Linked DNA regions of Mus musculus: region 1 is linked to region 2. The links are chromatin contacts, called in public HiChIP or PLAC-seq maps. All regions are on one chromosome and are shown on one strand. Each heading gives the region's core, a stretch centred on a gene start, on an enhancer-like site or on the middle of the called end of the contact. The rest is flanking DNA. Distances are from core to core; before and after follow the strand shown. Region 1 has its middle 10 kb from the start of Gm34325. Region 2 has its middle 16 kb from the start of Slc28a2.

The links. HiChIP or PLAC-seq counts read pairs in DNA pulled down with a chosen protein or histone mark.
Region 1: an H3K4me3 HiChIP or PLAC-seq map of bone marrow-derived macrophages shows a contact between it and region 2, with 3 times the contacts expected there. The contact joins two enhancer-like sites. A contact is called at or near these places in 1 of 484 Hi-C or Micro-C datasets (bone marrow-derived macrophages) and 1 of 115 datasets of contacts at active chromatin or transcription factors (bone marrow-derived macrophages).

Annotation. Positions count from the first base shown.
Region 1 is chr2:122,557,064-122,562,004 of GRCm38.p6, forward strand. No RefSeq gene overlaps it. Among named protein-coding and RNA genes, the nearest start is that of Gm34325, 10 kb to the right of the region's middle. Within about 2 kb of position 1,453, at least 2 of the 459 cell types and tissues checked have an H3K27ac peak or open chromatin away from gene starts, as enhancers often do. A contact at or near this core is called in bone marrow-derived macrophages, where this site is marked.
Region 2 is chr2:122,407,691-122,412,956 of GRCm38.p6, forward strand. No RefSeq gene overlaps it. Among named protein-coding and RNA genes, the nearest start is that of Slc28a2, 16 kb to the right of the region's middle. Within about 2 kb of position 1,446, at least 39 of the 459 cell types and tissues checked have an H3K27ac peak or open chromatin away from gene starts, as enhancers often do. A contact at or near this core is called in bone marrow-derived macrophages, where this site is marked.

The DNA.
Region 1 (4,941 bases), core at 203-2,702, 150 kb after region 2:
TAGTGTTCCCATTTTCCCCTGGATTCTGGCTGGCTAGTGAAGAAACTAGATTGTTTATGCTCATAATCACACCCATCTTTTACATGGGTCCTAGGGATCTGAACTTAGGTCCTCATGTTTGAACACCAAACACTATCCACTGAGACATCTCCCTACCCAGGGAGATCTTGAGAATCATAATCAGAAGGGTCTGGAGAGTTGGTTTAATGTTTAAGAACACTTGTTACCTTTCCAGAGGACTCAGGTATGATTCCCAGCACCCACATGTTACATGAAGGAGGGCTGAGGGGAGACAATCTTCTCTGTACCTCCAGTCCTAGGGGATCGTAAGCACAGACATGCTGTGGTGCACAGACATATATGCAGGCAAAATATTCATACACATAAAATACTTTTTAAAAAAATTATTTTTACCTCTAGTGCAAATATTGCATGTATAAGATAAAACAGATGAATAAAGTAACATCTCTAATACCAGAAGAGGGTCTTGGTGTTGGACTCTCACTCTATCAATAAATCAATTCAAACAGAAGTAAAATGGGGGGGGGGGTGATACTGCACTAGACTGAGAGATGCACAAAACTTCCAAGACTTAAAAGAATCTCAAGAGATGTAACTAAGTTAAATGAGTAACTTTTTGTTATTAATTTTGACTCTACAGGATAATTACAGTTTTTTCTTAGGTAATAGAAGAAATTAGCATTTTGGATATTGAATGACATTAAGGAATTAAGGACAAGATATGGCATTGTGATTATGCAAAAAAACCTATTTGCATAGTTCTCTTTTTCTTGTTTTGAGATGAGGTCTCATTGTGAAAGTTGACGTTGATCTAGTGGTCCTTCGGCATTGGCTTCCCAAGTGCTTGGAGTACAGCTGAGTGCCATCACACTCTGCTTATTCACATATTTCTTTTGAGATGCACATTGAATTATTTAGAGGTGACATATGTGACATGATCTCTGAGTTTGATTTAAAATTCTCTAGCCATATGACATGAAAGAGTAGACAGGATAAAACTAATGCACAGAGAGAAACTGGGAGCTGGGCACCTGGACTCCCCCCTTTTGCATTTGCCTGGAAAGTTTTATAATAAAAAAAATCTTAAATGGTTTGAAAAAGAATTATACTATGGTAAAATGAAGAAAACCATTAGGGGTAACAGAATACAGGAACAGCAGAGGAATAGGGCAGCTACTGTCCCTTGGGCTGAGAAAGGATTTCGAAAGAAGTAACCAATTTGGAAGTGCATCCATCTCTCTTACTGATAGCTAGGTTTTCTAGCAGAATAGAGGACTGGCCTACACCATTGACTGATGAAGTTTGTCCCCTTGCTCTGCCTGCAGGGCTATCAAGTGGGAAATTGAAGGCTGGAGTTCTGGGAAGCAGCTCATTGGGTTCTGAAAGAACTAACAGGAGAGGCTCAGTGGGGTGCCGCTGAGACTTCTTGGTAGGCAGCACCCCCTAGTGTGCCAGTACTGAAGGGAGGAGAGGGAGGGAGGGACAGAAGCCTTCAAGCTTACTTGTTAAGAGTTTATCTCTTCAGTGAAGCGTCTCCTAGACAGACTCTTCCTTTTCTTCCCATAAACTTCCCAGGATGTAACACCTCAATATCATGGTCAGTTATTCATCTACTCCTTCCTTGCTTAAAGTGCATTTTAAATAACAGAACTAGACGTTGCAGGTATCCTAGTTAGATGTGATTGAATGAACATCTTTTTGTTTCTGCTGCCTGTCCCACACCCTCTAAAATGACAATTATGTCAAACTGTACAAACACACAAGGACAAAGACACTGGGCAAAATGAAAACAGCGACCACCTTCTGAAAGCCATGGAGCAGATGCAAGAGTGGAATCTGACTTAGTGGAGTGGTGTGGGGCATTGGGCTCTGCACAGACAGGCTGGCCTCCAGTTGAGCTGAGGTCTGAACCCCGGAAATAGTGATAATTCACCTATGTGACACAGTAGGCGTTCCCTTATGCTCCTGGAACTCTGGCCCCTGCCTAAGTTGCCTCCCCCCAACCCCCAAACACACAAGAGAAGTATGGCTAGAAGTCACGTAGGCAATGGCTCAAGCTTCTGACCTTCAGGCTAAACTCCTCCCCAGTTACCTAGCAACAGTGAAGACCATAAAAAGGGCTGCTCAGCCCCACCTTGCTCTCTTACTTGTCTCTCACCCCTTTGTTTTCTTACCTCTCACTTCTCTCACTCCTCTCTCCTCTTTCCTCTCTCTTTGTCTTCTCCTCTCCTCTCCTCTCCTCTCCTCTCCTCTCCTCTCCTCTCCTCTCCTCTCCTCTCCTCTCCTCTCCTCTCCTCTCCTCTGCTCCCCCCTCTCTCTTCCTCTCTAGCCCCCTCCCTTCTCTTTTTTCCCCTGAATTTCTATAATAAAGCTCTAAAACCATAGAGAGTCTCTTCTCATCAAGATCCACTGTGCGCACACTCGCAGATGTTGGGAACCTCTTCCCTCATACCTCTCTCCTATAACTTTGGGACTTTAGCAAGGTAGCTCTGGGAATCCCAGGTAGGGCTGTCCCTTAGCCACCCCCCGAAGAATGGGCTAGAGGATGCCCACCCAGGAATGAGCAGAAGATGTATGGCAGTCCTCCCATGCCTGACTGACCAGAGAATAGGTGGAACTCTGGAGGGGCGTGGGTCTTTCTCCCTTCCCCCACTTCCCCAGGGCCCCCTTTTTAGTTCCCAACAGAATGGTAACCAGTAAACCATCAGTGAGGGAAGCGCAAGTGATGGGGCACTAGAAACCTCTGAATGGATAAAAGTGTCTGAGATAAAAATACAAGTCACAGTGGTGGGCAGGGTTGCTGTATTCACAGTGAAAATTCTGTGAAAGTCAATATGAAACATAGATGTCTTCTCTCCTTTCTCCAATTTGTTGTGGTAAATATTTAATATTAATTGAGAGTTTCTACCCATTAGTTCCCAGATAAAAGACACAAAACCTTTTTTACTTATGATAAGCCTTTAAAGCACTAGAGCTAGAACTAGAGGGCAGATATCTACCCTCTTAGCTATTAGCATCTACTCTCCTCTCAATAACCCCAAGTTATTTAATTTGCCATGTTCCAATTATTAACTTCAATTGGGTAGCCCTCATGGCCATGTTTTCATGACTCACCTACTCCATCTTCTCTCCACTCTCTTGCGGTCTCCTGCATTGGACTCCAAGCCCAGGAACCAAACCCTGCCCGTCTTCTGTCCAGTTATAGACTGTAGGCATCTTTATTCACCAATAAGTGATAACTTGGGGGAAGGGCAAGGTTACATAGCATCACTTGGTCTGCATGAGAATCTCCTCATCCTCAAGGCAGCCAGGACCAGTGTTTAGCCATGGCCAGCCTCTCTTTTTCTACCTTTTCTCCTTCCCCCTGCCTTTCTACAATAAAGCTCTAAAACCATAGACTGTCTCTGCTCATCAAGGCCCGTCATGCTTGAACGATGGGATAGGCTTTCCCCTAAGGAGCCCCATCTAACCTCCCGCTGGAAGGCCTTCCTGTGCTCCAGCCAGGAACTGGACCAAGGACTCTTGCCAGTGTGAGAACCATCCAGTGCTGCCCTCTCCCCCTGTTCTCTCCTCCTTTCTGCCCAGGAGCTGACCGAGCCGCCCCCAGGTACTCAATTTGTTCTTGGCTATTCCGTGATATCCAGCATGGGATGCTGGAGGCTGAGAACCTGGTACCTAGGGCTGCCCCCTTGTCCACCCCCAAGGGCTGGGTCCATAGTTTCCCACATGGCAGCACACGGGTTATCTCCCACTTCCTCTTTCCCCCACACCCACTGCCCCGCAGGCAGCCAGACTCACCTCTTCAGACATTCCCCACTGGAAAACTCATTAGCCTGAACTGGAGAAGCCTCCAAGTTTAAGGAACTCTTCAGACTTAGGCGGCCTCAGCCTCCCTCCTATCCTGTACCATCCCTGTTGTGGGTCTCAGAGTTTTTCCACAGTTTTATTTTATTGTGTTAAGATCACTCAAGGTGAAATGTCCACACAAAGTTCAAAACCTTTTATGGTGAGACAGTTTCATATGTGAACATGATGAATTTTAGTTATTACCACCAGCTATCCTTTCTTTCATCCGTCTGTCTGTTTGTCTGTCTGTCCGTCTGCCTCTCTTTTTCACTGGACCCTTTCTTCTTAGAAAGTCTCCATCTTGATTTTGTGTCTTTCTGTGTGTGACCCAGTAAGTTCGGTTAGTTTATTATTGCCTGAGTATGGGCAGGAGGTTACCTAATAGAACTTAACAAGCAACTTAACAGTGGTGACACCACAGAATGTTGACACCCCTCCCCCCAGAACTGTGAACCACTAATCAGAATATAGGGGATGGGAGGGGCTTCATGGCTCCTCCCCCATCCTTGATGAAATGTTGAGGGCTCTGATCTTTCGCAGATAACCACAGCCGCAATGAGTCAGGCATGTAATGGCTCTGGCATGCTTTTTCATTTAGGGCTAAGAACTCCATCGTCATTTACTGTAGACACTTGGGCCAGCTATTTCTGCATTAACTGCCATCCGCAGTAAAAAAAATCACTGATGAAGACTGGGTGAGACACTAATATATATGTATACACGTGAGTATTTTTGACACCATAACTGAGCTTTTTGACAGCATAACTGAGCACTGAGCAAAACAATGGTCGTAGGTTCCTCTTAGGGTCTATGGGCTCCATTAGCCACGGTATCTTCACCAATTTATCTAATCAGACACGAGTTCTTATCTGCGGAGCAGGTCTCAAACCGAATCAGAAAGTGATTGGTTACTACCATAACAGCCATGCCACATCTTGCCTGAAGGTTGCTCACTATTGTTGTCTACATGATTCACAGGGGGATAAGACCGTTGATCTCTTTTATATACCAGGAGCCAATACATTTTTATTGTGCTGTGTTATACAGCAGACTGTAAGAGCTTTTTTGTCTTCC
Region 2 (5,266 bases), core at 196-2,695:
CTTATGTAACCATATACATCTCAGGCAAAAACATTCACTTTATAGCCAGAAACAAGTGGGAAGGGCTGGAGAGCAGAGTTTCACAATTTCCTTCAGGGCTCACCCTATGACCTAAAGGTCTCCTATCGGGCCCTGACCTTCAGTTTCTATCACCACTCTGCGATCTCATCATTGCAGACTTTCCCTCTCTTCTTTTCAGTCTAGTTTAGTCAGACCCCTCACAGGCCTGAACCTTTACTTCTCCTATCAGTGTCCTCACCTCTCTCCTCATCAACCCAACACTAATCATGAGAGCCAATCTGTTTCTTTTTCCTTTCTTTTTCTTTCCACTCGTATTCACAGTAACTAGTATATCATCACACGTGATATTATCAGTCTTCTTTTATTCCCTAAAATGATTGGTGTTTAAGGGCTAATTGATTTTTTAATTTGCTATCAATCCATTTTCACAGCTTTATCCCTGGAGAGTGAGTATTGTTTCAGAGTAGCATGCTCCTCTGAGGGAAGTATTAAGGATAGATGCTGGTGCTCCCAACAACCATCTACCAGAGGAATGACACCCCGGTCTTACTAAAACCTAGTTCTTCCAAGGCACTGCAAACACCTCCACTAAAAAAAGAAAGGTGAATTAAAAATTTAAAAGTTAAAAAAAAAACCCAAACCAATCAATTTGTAAATTCCAATTTAAAAACATAAGTAACCCGAGAAAACAAGAGGATGTATCTTCTCTGAAAGCTACACGATGCAGTAATGGCACCAATAACAGTGATTTAAATGAAAAACCAGACAAAGAACTGTAAAGAATGATTATAAATACATTCAAAGAAATAAAGGAAGGGACACAAGTAAGCTCCTCAATGAATTCCCAAGAGAACAAAAACAAGTGAATTAAATAAGGAAGTCAATACAGGATGTGAAAATGTAACAATAAAGAGATAGAAATACTAAATAGAAACTGAAGTGAAATATTCACTCCACCAGATAAAAAGATCGTGGGACAGCCTCAGAGGTAGAGTGAACCACAAGGAACACAGACTATCAGGCATTGAGGACAACACAGAGGAATTGGAGCACTTTGTCAGGGACAACGACAAATTAATAAAAAAATAATTACTAATCGAAGCTGTGAGATCTCTGGATACTATGAAAAAAAAAAACCTGTAGCTGTTATTTACAGGCATGGACAAAGGAGAAGGATTCCGTGACGAAGGCATTGGAAACATTTTCAGTAAAATCTTCTCTCAAAGTTACAAAATGCAGTAATGGCCCCAAGGAGAATGACTTAAATGAAATCCCAGACAAAGAATTCTAAGAACGATTATAAATATCCTCAAAGAAATAAAAGGAGGACACAAATAAGCTCCTGAATGAATTCCCAGGAGAATAAAACAGCTGCGTTAAATAAGGAAGTCAAAACGGGATGTGGAAATGAAACAGTAACGAAAAGCAATATTGAAGAGAAACTGAAACGAAACTCAGAAATATCAGAAAACTTCTAAAGTCTAGGGAAAGAGATGTGCATCAAGGCACAGCAAGTGTACAGAACAGCAAACAGGCAGGACCACTAAAGAAGTTCCCAGGTCGTCTTCATAGTTAAAACACTAAAGGCACAAATGAAGAAAGCACGTTGAAAAGTACAAGAGAGAGGCCAAGTCATATATAAAGGTAGGTCCACAAGATAACAGCTGATCTCCCCATCAAGTTATCTCATAACCGAAGGAGAAAGAAAACCGTTCCACGACAAAAGGAAGCTAAGGAAATCGATAACCACTAAACCAAGGTCTACAGAAGGCACTGAAAGGACTTTTTCTTCAGACTGAAGAGAAAAGTAACCACACTCAAAGGCTTGGAGAAAGAGAAAAGGATGCTGTTATCGTAGTTAAGCAAAGGAGGACCAAGTCAATTCCAAACACTGCAAGCTCAACAAAGCGGCCCCCTCTGCGCCCCTTAACTACTTTATTAAGTATCCCAACATCTCTTACTCTGTTTCTCAACAATGTCCTTCATTCTTCAGCTTGTCCCCTTTCAGCCAAGTGTTACCAGCTTTCTTTTCTTTTTCTTTTTTTTTTAGTATTTTTTAATATATATTTTTATTAGGTATTTTCCTCATTTACATTTCCAATGCTATCCCAAAAGTCCCCCATACCCTCCCCCCCCCAATCCCCTAACCACCCATTCCCACTTTTTGGCCCTGGCATTCCCCTGTACTGGGGCATATAAAGTTTGCCTGTCCAATGGGCCTCTCTTTCCAGTGATGGCCGACTAGGCCATCTTTTGATACATAGGCAGCTAGAGTCAAGAGCTCCGGGGTACTGGTTAGTCCATAATGTTGTTCCACCTATAGGGGTGCAGATCCCTTTAGCTCCTTGGGTACTTTCTTTAGATCCTCCATTGGGGGTCCTGTGATCCATCCAATAGCTGACTGTGAGCATCCACTTCTGTGTTTGCTAGGCCCCGGCATAGTCTCACAAGAGACAGCTCTATCTGGGTCCTTTCAGCAAAATCTTGCTAGTGTGTGCAATGGTGTCAGCGTTTGGAAGCTGATTATGGGATGAGTCCCGGACATGGCAGTCTCTAAATGGTCCATCCTTTCATCACAGCTCCAAACATTGTCTCTGTAACTCCTTCCATGGGTGTTCTGTTCCCAATTCTAAGAAGGGGCAAAGTGTCCACACTTTGGTCTTCGTTCTTCTTCAGTTTCATGCGTTTAGCAAATTGTATCTTATATCTTGGGTATCCTAAGTTTCTGGGCTAATATCCACTTATCAGTGAGTACATATTGTGTGAGTTCCTTTGTGAATGTGTTACCTCACTCAGGATGATGCCCTCCAGGTCCATCCATTTGCCTAGGAATTTCATAAATTCATTCTTTTTAATAGCTGAGTAGTACTCCATTGTGTAAATGTACCACATTTTCTGTATCCATTCCTCTGTTGAGGGGCATCTGGGTTTCCAGGTTCTAGCTATTATAAATAAGGCTGCTATGAACATAGTGGAGCATGTGTCCTTCTTACCGGTTGGCACATCTTCTGGATATATGCCCAGGAGAGGTATTGCGGGATCCTCTGGTATTACTATGTCCAATTTTCTGAGGAACCGCCAGACTGATTTCCAGAGTGGTTGTACAAGCTTGCAATCCCACCAACAATGGAGGAGTGTTCCTCTTTCTCCACATCCTCGCCAGCATCTGCTGTCACCTGAATTTTTGATCTTAGCCATTCTGACTGGTGTGAGGTGGAATCTCAGGGTTGTTTTGATTTGCATTTCCCTGATGATTAAGGATGTTGAACATTTTTTCAGGTGATTCTCTGCCATTCAGTATCCCTCAGGTGAGAATTCTTTGTTCAGCTCTGAGCCCCATTTTTTAATGGGGTTATTTGATTTTCTGGAGCCCACCTTCTTGAGTTCTTTATATATATTGGATATTAGTCCTCTATCTGATTTAGGAAGGTAAAGATCTTTTCCCAATCTGTTGGTGGTCTTTTTTGTCTTGTTGACTGTGTCTTTTGCCTTGCAGAAGCTTTGCAACTTTATGAGGTCCCATTTATCGATTCTCGATCTTACTACACAAGCCATTGCTGTTCTATTCAGGAACTTTTCCCCTGTACCCATATCTTCGAGGCTTTTCCCTACTTTCTCCTCTATAAGTTTTAGTGTCTCTGGTTTTATGTGGAGTTCCTTAATCCACTTAGATTTGACCTTAGTACAAGGAGATAGGAATGGATCAATTCGTATTCTTCTACATGATAACTGCCAGTTGTGCCAGCACCATTCGTTGAAAATGCTGTCTTTTTTCCACTGGATGGTTTTAGCTCCCTTGTCAAAGATCAAATGACCATAGGTGTGGGGGTTCATCTCTGGGTCTTCAATTCTGTTACATTGGTCTACTTGTCTGTCGCTATACCAGTACTATGCAGTTTTTATCACAATTGCTTTGTAGTACAGCTTTAGGTCAGGCATGGTGATTCCACCAGAGGTTCTTTTATCCTTGAGAAGAGTTTTTGCTATCCTAGGGTTTTTGTTATTCTAGATGAATTTGCAGATTGCTCTTTCTAATTCGTTGAAGAATTAAGTTGGAATTTTGATGGGGATTGCATTGAATATGTAGATTGCTTTTTGCAAGATAGCCATTTTTACAATGTTGATCCTGCCAATCCATGAGCATGGGAGATCTTTCCATCTTCTGAGATCTTCTTTAATTTCTTTCTTCAGAGACTTGAAGTTCTTATCATACAGATCTTTCATTTCCTTAGTTAGAGTCATGCCAAGATATTTTATATTATTTGTGACTATTGAGAAGGGTGGTGTTTCCCTAATTTCTTTCTCAGCCTCTTTATCCTTTGTGTACAGAAAGGCCGTTGACTTGTTCGAGTTAATTTTATATCTAGCTACTTCATTGAAGCTGTTTATCAGGCTTAGGAGTTCTCTGGTGGAATTTTTAGGGTCACTTATATATACTATCATATCATCTGCAAAAAGTGATATTTTGACTTCTTCCTTTCCAATTTGTATCCCCTTTATCTCCTTTTGTTGTCAAATTGCTCTGTCTAGGACTTCAAGTACAATGATGAATAGGTAGGGAGAGAGTGGACAGCCTTGTCTAGTCCCTGATTTTAGTGGGATTGCTTCCAGCTTCTCACCATTTACTTTGATGTTGGCTACTGGATTGCTGTAGATTGCTTTTATCATGGTTAGGTATGGGCCTTGAATTTCTGATCTTTCTAAGACTTTTATCATGAATGGGTGTTGGATTTTGTCAAATGCTTTCTCCGCATCGAATGAGATGATCATGTGGTTTTTGTCTTTGAGTTTGTTTATATAATGGATTACGTTGATGGATTTCCGTATATTGAACGAACCCTGCATCCCTGGGATGAAACCTACTTGGTCAGTAAGGATGATTGTTTTGATGTGTTCTTGGATTCGGTTAGCGAGAACTTTATTGAGGATTTTTGCATCGATATTCATAAGGGAAATTGTTCTGAAATTCTCTATCTTTGTTGGGTCTTTTTGTGGTTTAGGTATCAGAGTAATTGTGGCTTCATAGAATGAGTTGGGTAGAGTACCATCTGTTTCTATTTTGTGGAATAGTTTGTGAAGAACTGGGATTAGATCTTCTTTGAAGGTCTGATAGAACTCTGCACTAAACCCATCTGGTCCTGGGCTTTTTTTGGTTGGGAGACTATTAATGACTGTTTCTATTTCTTTAGGGGATATAGGACTGTTTAGATCATTAACCTGATCTTGATTTAACTTTGCTACCTGG